2 separate regions of the Oryctolagus cuniculus genome follow, and region 1 is linked to region 2. Evidence: chromatin contacts called from public Hi-C data. All regions are on one chromosome and are shown on one strand. Each heading gives the region's core, a stretch centred on a gene start, on an enhancer-like site or on the middle of the called end of the contact. The rest is flanking DNA. Distances are from core to core; before and after follow the strand shown.

Region 1 (2,700 bases), core at 183-2,682, 92 kb after region 2:
ATACCCAGAAGTGGCATTGCTGGGTCACATGGTGTTTCTATTTTTAATTTTATGAGAAGCCTCCATACTGTTTATATAATGGCTGATCCAGTTTACATTCCTATCCAAAACATATAAGGGTTCCCTTTTCTCCATGTTCTTGTCAACATTATTTATTTGAAAGGCAGACTTAGAGAGAGAGATCCTCAGTCCTCTGGTTCACTCCCCAAATAGCCATGACAGTCAAAGCCAGGAGCCTGGAATTCCATCCAGGCTTCCCACATGGGTGTAGAGGCCCAAGGACTTGAGCCACCTTTTGCTGCTTTCCCAGGTGCATTAGGGATACTGGATCAGAAGTGGAGATGTCAATGTTGCAGGGAGCGGCTTAACCCTCTGTGCCAGAGTGATGGTGACCCATTCAGTGTTCCAACAGGGATGAGGTGATAGACCACATGGCTTTCATTTGCATCTCCTTGATGATGAGTGGTCCTGAGCACCTTTCTGTGTAGCTTTAAAAAAAAATTATTTTATTTATTTGAAAGACAGAGTTACAGAGAGAGGTAGAGACAGAGAGAGAGGTCTTCCATCTGCTGGTTCACTCCCCCAGATGGCTGCAACGGCCAGAGCTGCGCCAATCTGAAGCCAGGAGCCAGGAGCTTCTTCTGGGTTTCCCACATGGGTGCAGGTGCCCAAGGACTTGGGCAACCTTCTGCTATCCCAGGCCATAGCAGAGAGCTGGATCAGAAGAAGAGTAGCAGGGACTAGAACCAGCACCCATATGGGATGCCAGGGCATTAACCCGCCGTGCCACAGCGCCAGCCATCTGTATATCTTTTGACCAGTGGTGCCATGTAGAAAAATCTATTGAGAGCCTTTGTCCATTTTTTAATTTTATTATTTGATTTTTTTTTTGCTATTATGAATTCTTGATATATTTTGGGTATTAACTCCTTATCAGATACATGGTTTGCAAATATTTTCTCATGTTCTGTAGGTTGCCTTTTCATTTTGTTGATTGTTTCATTAGTGGTGCAGACGCTTTTTAGTGTGGTGTCACCTCTCCCCACCTTTGTTATTCTTTGCTTTTGTTGCCTGTGCTTTTTGGTATCCTATCCAAAAAATCATTGTCAAGACCAGTGTCAATACTGACCTAAAATATTTATCATGCTTTGTTGCCTACAGCACATGGACATGTACCACAGATACCAAAAACAAGCAGTTGTGGTGACTCCTTGGATTAATTGCGCAGAGAGAGTAGTGGTCTTGGATTTAAACAGCAGAAAAGTTGCAACTTTCTACTAGTCAGTTGGAAGCCGAATGCTCAGGCAGCTCACTGCTTGCAGTGGAGCTCAGAACATGGGTAACTTGCTCTCGTTCAGATCTTCCTGAAAGGTGTAAGCAGGCAGGGTGGCCTCTTCCGCCTGTCTGTGAAATTAGAAGACCTGTCTCATAAGACTGCTGGGAGGATTAGGATTGGTAGCTGGCTATCACTTCTCTGACTCGGTAACCCCCTCTGCTGGTGTGAATGTTTTACGAAAACCACCAGTGGATTTTTTTTTAAAGGTTACATCCTATAACATCATTTATTTTTGAGTTATTGGTGCTGATCTATTGTATTAAGACAAAAGTGATTGATTGAACCATATCATTCATTAAATTTGTAGAAAGTAAAAATTAGAATGGAATTATGGGAGGAAATAGGTGTGCCTTCAGCCTTCTCCCAGTTGGACTTCTGAAGATGGGTCATTGTTATCTAGTTTGGCCCGAATAAATGTCATAGTTAATACAGTTGTCCGATGAATGAGACATCGCCCTAGAATGGGGAAATAAGTAACACCAGGGCAGTCTGCTTTGCGCACTGTGACTTCATCTTGAGTGATTCGTGTGCCAGCTCAGAGTCCTTCAGTGTCTCGGGGACGTGGCACTGAGCTGCAGATTCATTGCGCTACAGATGCAGAAAATGCTAGTTCAGAGGAAGGGCATGCTGACATTTTGCCAGATAAAATGGATTTTTGCTGTATCAGAAGTTTACTTCTGATACTCATTTTTTAAAAGTCACTCAAAGCATTAGTTGATGTTCTCATTCTTGATACAACTTCCATAATTGTCTGGTCCATCAAATGAATTGATTAAGAACCTTGTGCCAAATCTGCCTATACTGGTGGAGTCCTGTGTAGCAGAAGTTAAATGATGAACTCAACAAGCTGTTGCTCTCCAGGCTGGTCACATCCTGTAGCCATCGCAAGTTCACATTTCTCATCTTGGCTTCTGGCGACACACAGATTTCCTTAAGTTCTCCATAGCAGATTGAGTTCTGTGCCTGTGCCACTGATGATTCTCACGAGGATGTCATTTCCAGGATCGTCTGTCTTTGTCAGTCTTTGAATTGTGATCCAGGAAACCTGAATTCTGGTTCTCGCTTAGCAATAATTAGCTTTTGGCCTTGGGCAAACCATTTAACCTTGCAAAGCTTGTGTTCCTTCATCTCTAAAAAAGGGCATAATAGTTTCTGCCCCGTGAACCTCAGAAGATTATCATGAGATGGTACATAGGATTTGAGTTAGAAAGTGTTGTATAAAAATTATGCCTTCTTATTAATATGTTCGGTTTCTTTTCTTGGTAGACGATGAACAATATTCAGAAAATCATCTTTCTTGTAATTAGTAATTATTGTATGCAGTAGAAATTTCCTATTACTTTTGTCAGATAAAATAGCTCTTA
Region 2 (2,700 bases), core at 176-2,675:
GCAACCATGTGTGGCCATTTTTCTTATTAAGCACAAGGTGTGGCTACAAGATAAGGAGACATCAATATGCAACACTTATCAAACCAGGAAAGCAGGCTGAAAAAAAGTCTGAAGAGTAGCTAGAGAATCCAGATGTCCTTAGGTGGGGTGGGGGTGGGATGGTCAGCATTGCCGATAGGCTGCAGACTGGTCCTTGGGGAAAGTGCCCCCCACACAGACCACCCTTCCATTGGGAAAGAACTCTTTTGTTAGCAGCGAGAGGGCAGATTGGTGGAAAAACAAGACGAGCAAGCGGAGACGACAAATACTCTGTTTCTCGGGGAGTATGTTTTGGGGGGGTCTCAGAGGCAGGCTGGTTTTGCTCTGTTCAGAGGGTGGGGTAGGTTGTGTTTGTGAGACAGAAGAGTTAGAGCCGGCCAGAGAAAGCTGATGAAACAAAGTCTGGGCATGGCCGCCATCCAGTGCACAGGTGCAAGGGTTAACCTTGGCGAGGAGAAAGGGGGCTTTTTGCCATGAACAGGGAGTAAGGAGGTGGGTGAGGGCTGCAGGAGAGGCATAATAATAGACTGCTGTCATTACAGAGAGGGCGGGAAAGCCAGACTTTCTGGGGCAAGTCCAGATTCTGTCTATTTAAATATCACAGTCTTCATTCATTCCTTTCGCCTTTATTCCGTGCCCTGCGCGCGCCAAACGCTCCTGAGCACTGGGTCCTACCAAGATGGGACTTTGCATGGGATCCGGGAATTTGCTATGCCGTGGACTCCAGCGACATTTACTTTTGACTGGAGCCGGACGGCTTTTCGGTATGAGAAATACACGCACGCATCAGAAGAGAGTCCTTTGTCAGACCAGATGTCCTGGGCTGGGGTTGGGAAAACATGGGCTTCTTAACAATGGCGCCCTGTTTGAGGTGGAGAGAGAGAGGCCGAGATGAGGGAGAGGGAGGGGCTGCGCTGAACCCCGGCTTCTCCGACACCGACGCTGGGAGGAGCCCCCGGGCCCCGCAGGACGCGCTGTAACCAGGGGCAACAGCGCCTCAGTCCGCAAAGGTGAGGCCCCCGGCTTCTCCCCGAACCCAGGTGTCCCTACGGCGGCCGAGCAGGAGCCGGCGCGAGCCAAGCCACGTCATCCAAGCTACCTTGCGGCGCTCGCCCACGGCCTTCCACTACTTCAGGTCACTTCTACCTTTGCCCGTAGTTTATTGATGGAGGGCGGGGAAGGGGCGGAACGAATCACCTTTCCTCTTTTGCGATTGGTTACAGTCGGCCTCGAGTCCCGCCCCCCGCGCCGCCGCCAACAGGCCGCCAGGGCCGTCACTCCCGCAGCCGCCGCGGCCGCCCCTCGCGCGGCCCCGCCCCCTCGCCGTGGCTGGGATCTCGCGGGAAGAGCGGCGGGCACGGCGGTGGCTCGGGCTGCCGGCTGCGCGCGCGGAGCGGTAGGGTTCTCCTCACACAGGCGCTTCCTCGCGAAGGGGTTGGAGCTGCGGCGCCGCAGGCCTGGGCCGCCGCTTCTCTGCCTCAGGGCTCCCCGGTCCGCTCGCCCTCCGACGCTGCCCAGGTGAGGAAACCCGCGGCGCGTCTCTGCGGAGAAGCGGTCGGGGAGCAGCCAGCCAGGCGGGCTCCGGACGGGGGCGGCTCCGGGGACTGCGCGGCGCTGTCTGGTGGGCGCGAAGCTTGGCGGAGCTCGGGAGTGCGGGGGGCGAGGAGGCGGTGCGGTGGGAGCCGGGTGCTGGCGCCGAAGGGCAGTGTAGCGGCCACCAGGGCGGTTTACTGGGGCTCTTGAGGTTCTTCCGGCATCGAGTGTGGGTGGGTGGGTGGCGGCAAAGAGGGTCCCGGGTCTTCGGAGTCGAGGAAGATTGATGGGGTTTTGAGGTTCCTTGTGCTGGTGTAGCCGGATTCCGGAACAAGGGGTCCATTTTTCGGGGTCCCGGGCTGTTTGAGGTGGGGGGCAGAAGAGGCAGTTTAGCAAGGTCCCGTGTCCCTGGGGGTGGGGTGGGGGACAGATCAGAGGGGTCCCTGGCGTCCTTTGAGCCGGGGTGGGCGTCCGTTTCGCATTCCTGGGCTGAGGAAGCGGTGTATCCGGGTTCCGGGGACAGACCAGGGGTGAGAGTGCGAGGTGCGGGGTCTGCGCGGGCAGGGGCCGCCTAGGTGGGCTGCTGGTGCTGGGGGTCTTTCCCGGGTGTCTGCTCTGCCCAGAGGGGGGCGTAACTCGGCCCGGTCTCCCGTGTTTGGCGGGGCGAGTTAGCGGGCTCCCGGGCGGCCACTGGAGGTGGGTGACGGCTCAGCGGGGCGCTGGGCGGGCTGGGGCGGGAAGGGGCGCTCGCATCAGGGCATCCTGGAACGGCTTGGGCCGGTCTCGTTCTGTCTGGAAGGGCTTCCTTTAGTGCTCGCTTGGAGGGTCTATCCGTGTTGTTGCCTAGTTGGAGGAACAGTGGGTTTGTTCTGCAGTTTTCTCTGCCCCGGGATCCCTGTGGGGGCGCGCTGGGCTCGCTGGGCTCGCTGGAGCGCCGGGGACTGGAGGGTGGCGGCGCCAGAGGTGGGCACCTGGGTCTGTAGGTTGTTTAGGGAGGCGGTGTCCGCGGGGTGCGCGTGGGTCCAGCTCCTCTGCAGCTGGGGGTGGGGACAGTGCGTGGTTCTGACTTCGCTTCCTGGGTGGTCTGCTTTGCCGATACCGCATTGTGAGCCCTGCCGTGAAGTCTTC

Evidence for each region. A called contact is a pair of places that touch in the nucleus more often than the background predicts.
Region 1: a contact with region 2 is called in a Hi-C map of an unstated tissue, with 1.9 times the contacts expected there. The contact joins the enhancer-like site here to the promoter of GLCE in region 2. A contact is called at or near these places in 2 of 6 Hi-C or Micro-C datasets (skin fibroblasts and an unstated tissue).

The regions. Positions count from the first base shown.
Region 1 is chr12:91,963,064-91,965,763 of mOryCun1.1, forward strand. All of the region lies in intron 3 of GLCE (glucuronic acid epimerase), which reads left to right. Among named protein-coding and RNA genes, the nearest start is that of PAQR5, 34 kb to the right of the region's middle. Within about 2 kb of position 1,433, at least 1 of the 8 cell types and tissues checked has an H3K27ac peak or open chromatin away from gene starts, as enhancers often do.
Region 2 is chr12:91,870,931-91,873,630 of mOryCun1.1, forward strand. It overlaps GLCE (glucuronic acid epimerase), which reads left to right and starts at 1,426. Exons shown (of 5, transcript XR_011380949.1): 1 at 1,426-1,557. It overlaps LOC127488257 (translation initiation factor IF-2), which reads right to left. Exons shown (of 3, transcript XM_070054854.1): 2 at 1,139-2,279; 3 at 199-901. The coding sequence ends at 1,171.